2 separate regions of the Bombyx mori genome follow, and region 2 is linked to region 1. A link is a contact called in public Hi-C data. All regions are on one chromosome and are shown on one strand. The core of a region is the stretch at or near the end of the contact, and the rest is flanking DNA. Distances in the headings are between cores, read along the strand shown. Region 1 holds the start of LOC733024 (26S proteasome regulatory ATPase subunit 10B). Region 2 holds the start of LOC101736594 (zinc finger protein on ecdysone puffs).

Region 1 (7,206 bases), core at 3,036-5,535:
ATAATGTGGCATAGTTTAGGCACTTGCTCATAAACTTAACATGTAAAGTTCTTAACATGAAAGTTGATCGAGTTCATATTATATAGCTTTTATCAGCTCGAAGTTGGAAAACTAATATTTCCACGTGATCGTAAGAGGAAACTCGTCTTGTATTTTATATTTAAAAGCGTTGAGCGTTTATTGACGCAGACTTTGTATTCGCCATTTCTTAAATTACGAAAAACGTTCGTTCGTTGTAATGTTTTGAAGAAAATAGCAATTACAATTTATGAGTGAATCAAAATTCGGGAAACCTGGAAGCTACTGCTACGGAAACAGTACGATGGTCTGTGTAATGCCTTATCTCAGCGTCTAACAGGAGTGTCAGTGGATGTGGTGGTTCTGTGCAGACGTGTGTGTCTATGGTTAGGGAGGAAGAAAGGAAGACCATCTTGTATAGGGGACAAGTTGAAGCAGTATCCACCCGTAAACAACAAGTTATTATTGGAAGAGTCACCGAAATAGCACCTACCGGTGCGGACTCTTCAAATCTAAGTCTGAACTGTAATTAAGCAATATTTTACAATTTCGGCGAGTTTCAATTTTTATTACACAATGGCAATCCTTCATCGTGGAAGTCATTCGTGAACCTGAGTCTAGTGAGTGTTTCATTAAAAAAATTTAAAGCTGCCTGCGGGATTCGAACACCGATGCATCGCTACATATGTACCGGACGTCTTATTCTTTAGGCCACGAAGACTTGTCAAGACTGTCAATATTTTTTTTTTTTTTTTTTTTTTTTTTTTTTTTTTTTTTTTTTTTTTTTTTTTTATGGCTTAGATGGGTGGACGAGCTCACAGCCCACCTGGTGTTAAGTGGTTACTGGAGCCCATAGACATCTACAACGTAAATGCGCCACCCACCTTGAGATATAAGTTTTAAGGTCTCAGTATAGTTACAACGGCTACCTCACCCTTCAAACCGAAACGCATTACTGCTTCACGGCAGAAATAGGCAGGGCGGTGGTACCTACCCGTGCGGACTCACAATAGGTCCTACCACCAGTGATTACGCAAATTATAATTTTGCGGGTTTGATTTTTATTACACGATGTTATTCCTTCACCGTGGAAGTCAATCGTGAACATTTGTTAAGAACAATTCCTTCCATTGGCGTAATATTGACAAATACCTCAGCGCACACCAGTTGAACAGATCAGATACAAAATATCCGTGACATATACAATCGCTAATGTTCCTTGGTCTTACTTTTTATCGCGTTCATAACAACAAAAAGCAAATTCGACCCTTATTTATTTCGAACTCGGAAGCCCTTATCAGAATAAGTTTTTCTTTTTTTTTTTAAGGTTGAAAACTTTCCGACATTCGTAACGGAATGTCTTACGTTTGAAAGTTTTCTTGAAGACGAGAGATACGGTTGTTTTTTATTTATTTTTTATTGCTTAGATGTGTGGACGAGGTCACAGCGTACCTGGTGTTAAGTGGTTACTGGAGCCCAATATACATCTACAGCGTAAATGCGCCACCCTCCTTGAGATATAAGTTCTAAGGTCTCAGTGTAGTTACAACGGCTGCCCCGCCCTTCAAACTGAAACGCATTACTGCTTCACGGCAGGGCGGTGGTACCTACCCGTGCGGACTCACAAGAGGTCCTACCACCAGTTCACGTTGTTATGTGACGAAATGACGAAATGCTTAGGGGGGCCCATCTTCCGAAGTCTGCCTGGATGTTTATTGACGACTACGTATGCGGAATCCAACTCCACGTACTTTCTCAGCATCGGTACCTTTCATTGTTATCCTCTGCTCTACGTATGTAAATCTCTACTCACTTCTACCTTCTATCTTGTGTACGTGCATGCCTTGGTAGGCTTGTTGCTTACAGTGTATCTTCTTATACCAGGGGTCGGCAATTTGCGGCTCGCGAACCACATGCGGCTTTTTACTTCCATACGCAAATATACTTATTTTATAAAACAAAAAATATTTAATAATTGTTCTGAATCGACTAACAAGGATTGATAAATTAAAGAGTAGACGGTTATCGTGGTATGGACATGTGATATGTAGAGATGCAATGCATGTGACTAGGAGATGTATGGAAATGGCAGTGCAAGGTAGAGGGGGCAGAGGTCGACCGAAGAGGACATGGATGGAGTGTGTGAATGACAATATGAGAGATAGAGGAGTGAGTGTTGAAATGACGGCTGACAGAGGTGAATGAAATAGAAAAATTCGCTGTGCCGACTCCACCTAGTGAGATAAGGTGGATACAAAGAAGAAGAAGATGAAACCAATATTAACACTATTATAGAGCTGGAGTGTCGTGTTCGCAACGTCGAAATTTCTAGAACCAATCGACTGTGGAAATCGTGGTAAAAACCCTTCAAACAATATCGTATTTATGAGCTTAACGAAAATTATCACCGGAAACTTTATTTAACAGATTATTATCATCGTCGTAGGGAACGATCCAGTTTACGCGCGTAATACTGGCTTCCTGCAAAATGGACGTGTCGAGTTTACAACGTAATCGTCGACATGATAGCGATAGTTTGAAGGAAACTCGTAAAAACAGCAGAATGCTCGTAAATTTTTATCGTGCGAAAATTCGTTCGAGTAAAGTTTTATAAACTTTAAAAATTTTTCATTGCAAATTGCAAAATGACGTTTAATGTTCTATGTTGTTCGTAGTTTTATTCAAAGGTATTGTTACATTGTATTGAGAGGATAACAATTTAATACAAGCCAAGTTAAAGTTATAAAATCAACAACATTGTATGTAATCATGTAACAACATTGATTTCTTTAGCGGATTTTTTGATAAAGTAGTTATTCTGAATAAACGCCCGTTCTGAAAAAACACGTCATTTCTCATCATCCCGAACCACTCACTATCGGTGCTTTTAGGCACTCTAAGCACCGGTCTCCGTTGTCGTCGAACCCGTCAAATGCGACCAAGAGTTAGTGCAACCTAGCCCATAGACACAACCCTGAGTTTCTGGCCGGATCTTCTCAGTGGGTCGCGATTCCAAACCGAAAGTAAATTCAGCAAAGCACTGCTCTTGCGAGGTCTAACGTTAGTAAGCCCTCCCAAGTTGAGCTCTGTAAGATTACTTACTGAACTGCTAAGTTGGAATAGCCCCTTATGCTACCAACGATTAAGTAGCAGAAAAAAAAGGTAGTAAACATTGATTAATCTAGTCAAGCTCAAATTAGTTTAGATCAATAGAGAAGTAGCTGCAGTATGTACAAATTACACATAAATACCGTCCGATTACATGCTCTCACACTAATTAAATTCTTGTGCTACTAGAGCAAAATTTTACACACACTTTCTTTTTTTTTTTTTTTTTTCTTCCTACCTAAGCTGATAGCCCTAGCGGCTATTTCAGCGTAACCCTAACTTTAGTAGGTGAGCTCACGGGGCTCAAACCTGACGATGTTGCTAACACGAACCCTAGCAAGAGTCGTGCTTCGCAGAATCTACCACCGGATCGGAAACGCGACCCACTGAGAAGATCCGGCGAGAAACTCAGTGGGCTGTGTCTGAGAGTTAATTTACTCGTCGAGCCCTTCGTCGCAAGCGACGGGTTCGACGAGAACGGTGACCGGTGCTTGAAGTACCTAAAAGCACCGTTAGTGGATCAGGAGGATCCGAGATGACGTGTTTAGGGCGACGTCGACTGCTTTCCATTCTGTCCGCAGGATCGGGAATGAGAACTAACGTGTATATTGTATAATTTATGTATATAGTCTGAATTAGAAATAAAAAAGAAGGTAAACGTTTAAAAAATGCAATTACCTATTAAAAAAATTTAAATTATGTAACTCTATAAATAAATACTTGTTAGAAAATAAGAAGTTGGGTGAATTGTTTTATTTTGTCCATTGAGGGTTTCTTCAGGTTTAAATATGTAATAAAGGTGGTTTATTAACTGTTTAGTATCTGTGAAAGTGCAAAAATGTAGGAAAATGACACAAAGCCGCAGAACGTAGCTTCTCGGGATCTTCCAAGAAGTCCACTGAAAAAGTCTCCGCAAATAGCCACCATTTTACTAAGATTATATTTCATCCTATATCATCTCATCTCATTTCTTTTAATTTCATCTCAATTCATTTATGTTTCAAAATGATCAACTTCATATCATTTTTCAAGAAAGAGAATAGAATGTAAAATAAATAGGTACAAAAGATTAGGCTGTATGATGTGATACCTTCGCCTTTCCACTTGGAAAAGTGGAACTGCTACTGTCAAAAGTGAAGTGTCAGAGCTGCGCCAATGAAACGTCAAGCTTCGTGAATTGTGATAAATTTCATTGAACAATAAAGTTAAAATTAATAATAATTTAAATTGTTCACGATGCCGGCTAGTACATCGGACATGGAGCCGTTAAGAGAAAAGGCCTTCCAGGATTACAGAAAGAAGCTCATGGAGCATAAGGAAGTCGAGTCACGACTCAAAGAAGGCAAGAACATTTTTTGCCGAATCATCAACTCATTATTTTGAGTTTCAGTAATAACTAAACATATTACAGTTCAAATAATTTTGTTCATTTCATAAGTGCATTTTTAATTATTATCAAATATAAATAGGATTTTATTAATAAAACTAAAATATTAATCTTAAGCTCTGGTATTTTTTTGACACGAAAAGACAGTTTGACAATAAAACTTAACAAAAGACTATTCCTTGTCAACTCCCCTTTCGTTTATATTCTTAGTTCATTCATTAACCATAATAAATAAATAAATAAAATAATAATATTAAGCTGTAGTTTGTCTGTCTTTTAACGAACTAACCCCTGTATATATATTGTGTGCGTCTTATTTGTTTTAGGTACATCAACAGCGATCCTGTCGTCAAACATTCTTAGCTACTCACTTAATTCTTAGTTACAATCCGTGACCTTGTTCATTCACGAAGCCCGCTATAGAAAGCAGAGTAATACACTTGTCACTTGACATTAGCAAAATCTAAAAGGAAATGCCATAAACCCAATAGATAGATTAGTAGGGGAATTGTAGCAAGAATATGTTCTCTATGAAAAGCTGATCAAAATTGACAATGAAAATTCAAACATTTTCAGGTCGTGACCAACTAAAAGATTTGACCAAACAATATGACAAGAGTGAAAATGACCTGAAAGCCTTACAAAGTGTTGGACAAATAGTTGGAGAAGTCTTGAAACAGCTCACAGAAGAAAAATGTGAGTACTCATACAAAACTAATAAGTTTTTATGTTTGAAACTTAAATATCATTGTTAAGCATTAACATATAGACGCTTGAAAGGCAAACGTGACTAAGCGACAATAACTGCTTTGTACATAAATGATAGGCAACAACCATATTCGATGCTCAAAAAAAAATCTAGTTCTATTAAAATGATTTCAATCCTACAGCTAGATTCGTTAAAATAGATTTTTTTAGGTATTTCAACTTTAAATTAGTCTACTGTAAAGTTCACGCATTGTCGCTTAGTCAGGTTTGCCTTTCAAGCTTCAATATGTAGTACTTTTGATTGGAATTTGTTAATTAACTTTAATATATTAAAATCTCTCCAATTCTAGTTATTGTAAAAGCTACTAATGGCCCTCGCTACGTTGTTGGCTGTCGTCGGCAACTTGACAAGAACAAGCTTAAAGGAGGAACACGAGTTGCCCTCGACATGACTACTCTTACAATAATGAGACATCTGCCTAGAGAGGTATGTTGACTAATGCCAATTGTAGATGCACCAAATACTTACTAAAAAAAATACTCAAATTTTATTGACGTGACAACTTATAATTCGTTGGAGCTGGCTGCGCGCACGAAAAAACATGACTCATGCGGCGTTACGACAAAGAGGCACAATCGGCCTCCGCGTTCGGCAGCGTTCGACATCTGTCTCTCTCCTACTCGAGTGAGCGATGCATCCGCGTGGACAGCTGCTATATAATAATACATTTACATGTTTTCATCAAGTATGAAGTTCAGTGAAAAGTGTATGTGGTGTCAATTGTTTATAGCAACGATAATTGCGATAATTGAAAAATGAAACCATTCCATCAGTAGTTTCTTATGACGTTGTCACGTTCAACTATCGTCAGTAAACCGACTTCACAGACAACCGATTTTTTTTTACTTACATACAGGATTTTATTGATTTCCCTAGTGTTTTTTTTTGCTGATTTTAGAATCAGTGAAAGTATTTTTTCTTTAATACTTAAGTGGAGTGGTTCCATTAAGAAGTTTAATTGCTGTATCCAGTGTTGATTTGATCTATTTTAGTGTATTCTTCCTTTTATCTTTTTTTTTAGTACATAATCCTTTATGTGTCTACTATGGAATGTGTATTATTATAACATTTAATTTAATATTTTGATTTTATAAATAATATACTTGCCATCTGTACATAGGTTGATCCCCTAGTTTACAACATGAGTCATGAGGATCCTGGTGACGTGACCTATTCCGCCATAGGAGGTCTTCAAGAACAGATTAGACAGCTGAGAGAGGTATGTCTATAATCAGATATGACTTCATCTAATGACCCCAAGCCAAGGTCTGGTATCATCGATATAGCAGTTTCCAAATATAAGTTATCTTTCAGATGCCAATGGCTTCTGGCAATCAAACGCAAACCCTGTATAGCTAGTACTGATTTCAATCACATATGGTATAATCTTTATTGAACACAAGTGTGTTATTTTCACACAAGTGTATTATGTTCAATTGAACATAATAATAATTAACATTAAGATCAATGCTTTTAGAAAACCATACTGAAACATAGATAGTCAAGCAAAAAAAAGTACTGATAAGAAGCTTACAAAGCTCTCTGCAACATATTTAAGCTGGATCTATTAATGTATGTTTCACAAGCTTGAGTAACACCATAAATATGTGGACTGTTGTAAATTTTTTGTTTTTGTTTTTATGTGAGTTCAATTTTGAGTTAATTACATATTGATGCTTGAAAGGCAAACGTGACTAAGCAACAATAACTGCTTTGTACATAAATGATAGGCAGTAACTATATTCGATGCACAAAAAAAATATTCTACGTCGATTCAAATCATCTCAATCCTACAGCTAGATCTGTTAAAATAAAATTTTTTTCAGGTATTACAACTTTAAATTAGTCTACTGTAAAGTTTACGCATTGTCGCTTAGTCACGTTTGCCTTTCAAGCGTCGATATGTGTATCATTGTACACAAAG
Region 2 (7,206 bases), core at 2,168-4,667, 540 kb after region 1:
GGATTAGTTCTAGCCCTATTGCAGAAAAAAAATCTAATTGTTTTTGATTTGGAATACTATCTGCTGCACAAAATGAAATTTAGGATTACTTAGTGGTATAAATACTGTATAACTCTATAAATCAAAGAAGTCAAAAATATTGATATGGTATAGTACTTACTTTCAGGCTTGGGCTTTGAAAGTACATCTTGTTTATCTTGAATTGCACGCAAATGTTCAGCAGTGAGACGGTGTTCATCTAACTCAATTCTAGTTGGCAACTCCTTGTGACAAGTATTACAGAAGGGATGTAGGTATTTCTTAAGCTTCCGGTGTCCAACGGTAGTCCGGTGAGCTGCTCCATTGGCTGCATACATATCACACATAGCACAGTAGAAGTCTCTAGCTGGTTGCTGACCAGATTTGCGGGTGCGTTTCATCTCACGAATCTATTAAAATATATAATAAATTTAATTAATTATAACTATTATTCACACTAAAAAGTTCTTGATAAGAATGTTATTCTCTATGTACTTCTGAGGTACATACAACTCTTTGCACTGTGCAAATTTATTTCTATACAGGATAGGCGTTTCGACTAGATGAGAATAAAAAGTTTATAGACACAAAAACTTATGTCTAACTAAAATGCAGTATTTACATCAGAATGTTGCACCTGTACCTACTTCAGATTGTGTTAAATGAGATCATTTTAGCTAATCTATAAATAAATATACATTCTAACCTTATATTCTTGTCTCATTGTATCAGCAGTAAGAGCATAGCTCTCAACAGTCTTCTGCATCATAATGGCATGAGCTCTTCCACTGAGATGATTCTCAAATGAACGTCCATCCCACATGCTCTTGTGGCAGATGTGACATTTCAGCAGCTTTGAGTTGATGTCATCATAGCGCGTTTTAGGAACATCTTGCTTTTCATCCTCTTCCGGCGCTTTTCTCTCATTTTCAGGTTTGTCAGTCTCAGTAGTCTTCTCTTCTTGTTCACTGTGAATAACTAAGTTTGTGAATGCATGAAAACATTCACTATATAATTTTATGTTGTCACTTCTGCACTTATCACACCACAATTTGATTCAGTGAGTATGATTAGGAGTTAAGCTTTTAATACATTTTTAATGGGAAGATTTATGACTCAAATATAATTCAGAAATTGCTGATGATTGAAAAGATCTCTATTTTAGATGTTTCTAAGCATTGCAACTGTATAAAATCAATATTAAACACAATTTAAGTGCACATTTTTATACCAAAAGGCACAAAAATGCTCGAAGACTCCAATCATGTTTAAATTATTTATTTAGTCAGGAACAATTTTTCGCAAACATACAAATGGCCCAATTACTGGACAATACAGACAGACAACCTGTCAACAAAGACGACGGTCTTTTGAAATATAATTGAAAGTTTCAATATTGAGAAACAATGAAATGCCAAGAAAACTATCCCAAAGACAGTCACCAATTGGCTAAATAAAAATTAATCAGCTGGTGAACGGAACTATGTGAAGTGTAGCCCAAAGAGGCTCAGAAGATAGGTGTGACCACCAGGAGGAAATCCTTACCTCTCCTTAACAGGCTTAGCTTTAGAATCGGTTTCCTTTTTCGGGGAGTTCTTGTTATGCTGCCGTTGCCCTTCATTGGGCCTGAACGGTTTACGATTCATGTTGATACGCTCACCAGCGCGATTGTAATTTCCCGTACGCCGGAAATTACCATGATTGCCCATCTAAAGGGAATTCATTAGAATATTGTTAGTTCGAAAAATTTTGGACTAGCATGTCCGGAGGAGGAACTGCAATTTTCCAAAAAGGTACTTGACACAAAATTTCACAGGGTCTATATTGGCAACTGAATTTGAATTTTGGGAATTTTATTAATTGCATTAAAAATGGTGTTTGACAACAACTAGAAAAATTCACAGATTAACATTGAATGAATCATTTTCAGCATTTTAAAAGAAGATTAATGTTGATATCAACTTTCGAGAAGTACAGCTTTTTTTGTCAAGACTTGTTGGTCCCACCGTTCCACTCAGTTCTGCTGTAACCATGAAAACCAGTTAACTCAGTAAAATAATAATTAATTAGATACAACTTCTAGTTTTTACAGGATTAAGTTACTACTTAATTTCAAGTCTCAAAAATTGCAATTGTTCTGAGACAAAATAACAAAGGTTCGATTCCAATATATTTTTCAAATGTAGTAAGAAGGCAAAGTATATAGGATACTTAAATTTTTTAAATATAAATCTCATAATTCATGTTAATTTTTTTAAATGAGGATAACAATTTTGACTATGTTGTAAAAAGCCTTACAGTACAAAATAGATTAATAATAGTCTATTATGTTAAAACAGTTTCAATACCTACATTTATAATTTATATATAAACACAACTTGTTTTAATCACACACATGCATTCATCAAATACGATTTCTATTGTTAAATTTAGGCAGACTAAATTTTAATGTTTATTTATTGAATTGCCTGAAGTGAAATAATGTGTTTATTATACTTTGGTCTAATCATAATTCACCATATTTTGATTGCACAGATCACCAGATTTAATTAAAAGAAGCAATTTGATGTGCTTATTTTAATTTAAGCCTGGTCTTTATTTAATGAGAATATAGCACTGATTACCGTCTATCAGACTCTTTGAAAGAGAAAAGCTAAGCACATTTCCTATACTAAATCACACTCACCCTATTAGGCTCATACCCACGGTCAAACCGACCCATATTAGGCCCAAAGTCCCTTCTAATGGGCATGTCTAGGAGCGATGGGACCGGGTTCTGCTTCGGTTGGAACAAATTAAGGAGGTTACTGGCAAGAGCCAGCGTGGCCTCGGCGGAGCCTCCAGCCAGAGGGAAAAGGTTGGGTAACCGCTCCCCCGGGCCTCCGGACTGCCACGGGGACACATTGTTACGTGGAAAGTTTTTCCCACGGTCGTTTCTACCGAAGTCCGTACGGCGTCCCGGTTGTGGTCTGCGGTTCGCCATCTTTGTCTAAGAGAAGAAACGGTATTTTGTTAAAGCTTTTTCCTAAAAAATACTACATTCAAACTATGACTATTCAGCGCTTGGCCTGATAGATGTGATAAAATATTAGTTAATCATGTAGCATTTAGTGTTAAATCGAAAGTCGTAACTTACAATTTTACTGGAATCCGTTCGGGTTTTGATTGAAAATGACGCAAACAAGAATTTATATGAAATGAAATCACTGATCAGAGTTATTGACTAGATTAAATAGCAATTAAACACGAAATATTTCGAACAGTACCACGACGAAAGTAGGAATTACAAAAGCAAAGTCAGCTAATGAATGTTGGTACAAATCTCTACGCAATATGGCGAATGGCTGCCGGTCGCGTCGGGCAGCAGTGCTGCCAACAAGCCAACAATACCACATAAATCATAGATAAAATATGTAATACACTAGTTTTGCCCACAACTTCGTTCGCGTGGAATAGTTACTTTGGCATAACGCTAAATTTTACTCGTCTCTTCATTTACGTGGTAAGTGAAAATATTTTTGAATTATAGAATGTTAAGGAGCTATTTAAGGTACCAAAATCACGCTTTTTTTTTTAACCGACTTTAGATGAGGAAGTTTTCAATTCGACCATAATTTTTTATATATGTATGTTCACCGATTTCTCGAGAATGCTTGAACCTGATAATTCTTTTTTCTTTTTTTTTTTCGAAATGGTAGACTTCCCGAATGGTCCTGTAATCATCAAGATCTGATGATGGGATCCTGGAGAAATCCAGAAAAATCTATAATTGTCAAAGCCTATCTTGAAGTGATTGGGTGTTTCAATGTTGTAATGAATAACATCTTAATAAAAACACCTTCACAAATAATGGTTTTTAGAACAAATTTGGTTAGCATAAAAAACGTTATAGTGAACCAACCTTTAAATATAGACATACTAACTGACCCGGCAAACGTTGTGTTGCCTTATATAAGATTCTTAGAGAAATTCTAGTGTAGAAAAAAAACCTCATTCAACCATATAATACCTCATTATAACAAAAAAAAAAAATCCAACAAATAAAAGTTTTTTTTTTTTATTGCTTAGATTGGTGGACGAGCTCACTGCCCACCTGGTGTTAAGTGGTTAGAGGAGCCCATAGACATCTACAACGTAAATGCGCCATCCACCTTGAGATATAAGTTCTAAGGTCTCAGTATAGTTACAACGGCTACCCCACCCTTCAAACCGAAACGCATTACTGCTTCACGGTAGAAATAGGCAGGGCGGTGGTACCTACCCGTGCGGACTCACAAGAGGTCCTACCACCAGTGAAATGTTTGGGGTGGACAACCCTTATCACTTAGGGGTATGAAAAATAGATAGTCGACCGGCGAGGGCGAGAGATCAAATTGAATTTAAAAAAAAAACATAAATATAGGAACTTGAAATTACCCGAGGGACCTGGGCGGGCCCCCCGGCGCGCACTCTGCGTGGCCGGGGGCTCCGTCTGTGGGGGAGTTTTGCTGGACTTCCACCGGGCGCGTCCGTAGGTGGCGGATAACGGGATCCTCTGGGAACAGTCCCACTCCCAGGGGTATCGTCCGGTCTTTTTCGTTGCAAGGATTTCTAGGTGTTAGGTAGGTAGGCTAGGTGTAGGAGTAGGGTAGCCTAGTTAGGCTTTGCAACGAAAGAGATCGGATGACGCGGACCAAAACCAGCAGGGGGAGTTGCGGGCTCTCCACGCCCTTCACTCGCTGAAGGGTGTTCCTCCTGGAGACGCTCGGGCTCCCTCTCTTGTCCCCTTTTCCCCCCTTTTTTGTTTTTCTTCGGGTCACGTCCGACCTGTTTCGGACGTAACCCATGGGTGGTGGTGGGCCACTTTTGGCCTGCCCTTCGATGGAGAAGTGAGCCGGCGTTGCTTACGCATCTTCCGGCCGCTGGTCGCCATGTCCCCGGCTTCGGCTACAGGGGCACGCCCTCCAGAGGGGGGTACCGGTATACCGGCGTGGCTTCGTCGTTGCTGCTCTTTTGAGCGTCGGGCGGTGGTCTGCCGTGTTGCTCGTTGCACTCGGCGGGCCGCCGGCCAACCCGTAATCCTCACCGCGTGGGGGACGGGGGCCGCTGCCGCGAGGCACGGGGCCGCGAGGACGTAAACCTCTTTAAAAAATGCCCCAATCCTAAGCTCTGGTGCCCGGCGATGGGATGAATGGCTGGAGGGAGTCCAGTCCCAAGGGTACCAACCAGACCCCAGGGGACCGACCCCTGGTTAATCAAAAAGGAAAAATGAAAAATGGCACCTGTGAAGAACTTATTACCCCAGGAGGGTACCTCCCGCTCCGCGGGGGGAGAATCCCTCCGTGCGGTCGAGCGATCGGCCGCACGCTGCCCCACCGTTTCTGGGGGGGGCACACACTGCCACGAGGAAGGGGGCGACAGCACGGGTCGCGTAAGGGACAGAGTCCCAACCGTGCTACTCGAGCGCTGCGAGAGTTTGATCTCGTTGCACTCGGCGCGGAGCTCCGCGAGGGGCGATGCGTCTAGTGGGCGGGAGACGCCAGCGCTGTTAGTGGACAGCACCCGACAGCGGACACGACGGAAGCGGAAGTCGGCTCGACAGCCGGCATCCTCCGCTCAGTCCGACTCGTCGGAAGGAGAGCCTTCCAGCGCCAAGTACATGGCGTTGGCAGAAGGACCGGCGGCTGCTTCGGCGCCGCCCGCCACTGACTTTGACAAGCCGTCGTCTTGCGGACTGGACGCTGCCTCTTCGGCGCAGTCCAGGGCCGCCTGCCGTGAGGCGAAAAATAAAAAGGAAAGGAAGCTAGAAGAGATTGAGCGCCTACAGAGAGCCCTGACGTTGGTGGGTCCCTCTGACCCCCTCCGATCTTGTCAGATAGTTGGCAAAATAGTTGCGACTATTGCAGCCAAATCGACTGGAGGCCTCAAGGGCACCGAAGTGTCGGCCATGAAATCGGCGGCCGCCACACTGGAGGAGAGGCTGCAGGACGTTGTGGACCGCACCACAACCGTGGAGACGGCGGGCTTGCGGCAGGAAGTGGCCCTGCTGCACACCCGCCTCGAGCAAGTATCGGCCGAGAATGGCCAACTTCAGGCGGCGAATGGGCAACTTAGAGTGGACATGGCCGAGTTGCGAACGATGGTTGCCGACCTCATTGAGCGGCAACGCAGCTCGGCCCCTGTCCTTCCTCCGCCCGAAGTAGAAGGCCTCACTGAGGTCGAGGAGCTGAGGCGGCAGCTCCTCATACAGGAAGCACGCAGCTCCAGGGTGGAGCGTGCGAGGCCGCCCCTCGCCCATGAGGCGAAAGGCAGTGCGCCCGTGCCAGCACCCCGGAAAACAGTGGCCGTCAGAACGTATGGCGGCCCTACAAAGGGCGCGACACCTGCGGCACGCCCGGTCGCCTCGGCTACTGTTCCGGCCAAGCCTGGACCATCGCGGAACCAACAAAATACGGGGGCACCAAAACCCGCCCCCTCAGGAGCACCAGTCACCGGCCAGCGGAAGACTAAGACGACTGCTCCTGCCCCGTCCCAGCCTGCGAAGGCGGGGCCCGGCAGGAGCCGAAATAAGAAGAAGGGGGGCGTCAACGCCGCCAAACCGGCCCCGACCCCCCTGCCCCGCCCACTGCCCCCTGCCCCGGCCAATATGGAAGAGGCCTGGACGACGGTAGTGCGGCGCGGGCCCAAAAAGGTGGCGGCGCCTCCTGCGCCGCGCCCCAAGCCCGCCCCTGCGGCCGCCGCTCCCCGCCAAGAGGGTCGAGCGGAGCCGAGGGGCCGAACTGGAAGAAGGAGGCCGCGCGCCCCGCGGTCGGCTGCAGTGGTAGTGGAGCTGCTGCCCGCCGGCAAAGAAAAGGGCATCACCTACCACGAGGTGATGACCCAGGCGCGCGGCGGCGTGAATGTGGACGCCCTCGGCGTGGAGGGGGGCATCAAGGTCCGGCAGACGGCCAACGGGGCTCGTCTTATAGAGTGCCCCGGCCCCAACACAAACGCCGCGGCCGAAAAATTGGCGGCCCGGCTGAGGGAGATCCTGCCGGACCCCGAGGTGGTGCGCATCGCGCGGCCCGTGAAGATGGGAGAAGTAAAAATCACGGGCCTCGACGAGTGCGCCACGAAAGAGGAGGTCGCCGCGGCCATCGCGTCGCAGGGCAACTGCGCCCTCGCCGACGTCAAAGTCGGAGAGCTCCGGGTGACATATTCCGGAACCCG

The links. Hi-C and Micro-C count contacts between places; a contact is called where the count stands out from the background.
Region 2: a Hi-C map of whole pupa shows a contact between it and region 1, with 2.8 times the contacts expected there. The contact joins the promoter of LOC101736594 here to the promoter of LOC733024 in region 1. A contact is called at or near these places in 3 of 7 Hi-C or Micro-C datasets (middle silk gland and whole pupa).

What each region holds. Positions count from the first base shown.
Region 1 is chr26:1,607,210-1,614,415 of ASM3026992v2, forward strand. LOC733024 (26S proteasome regulatory ATPase subunit 10B) reads left to right here and starts at 4,286. Exons shown (of 9, transcript NM_001047019.1): 1 at 4,286-4,468; 2 at 5,090-5,209; 3 at 5,572-5,708; 4 at 6,403-6,501. The coding sequence starts at 4,363.
Region 2 is chr26:2,145,053-2,152,258 of ASM3026992v2, forward strand. LOC101736594 (zinc finger protein on ecdysone puffs) reads right to left here and starts at 3,418. Exons shown (of 11, transcript XM_004932969.5): 1 at 3,155-3,418; 2 at 2,705-3,007; 3 at 1,564-1,727; 4 at 725-986; 5 at 161-428. The coding sequence starts at 3,001.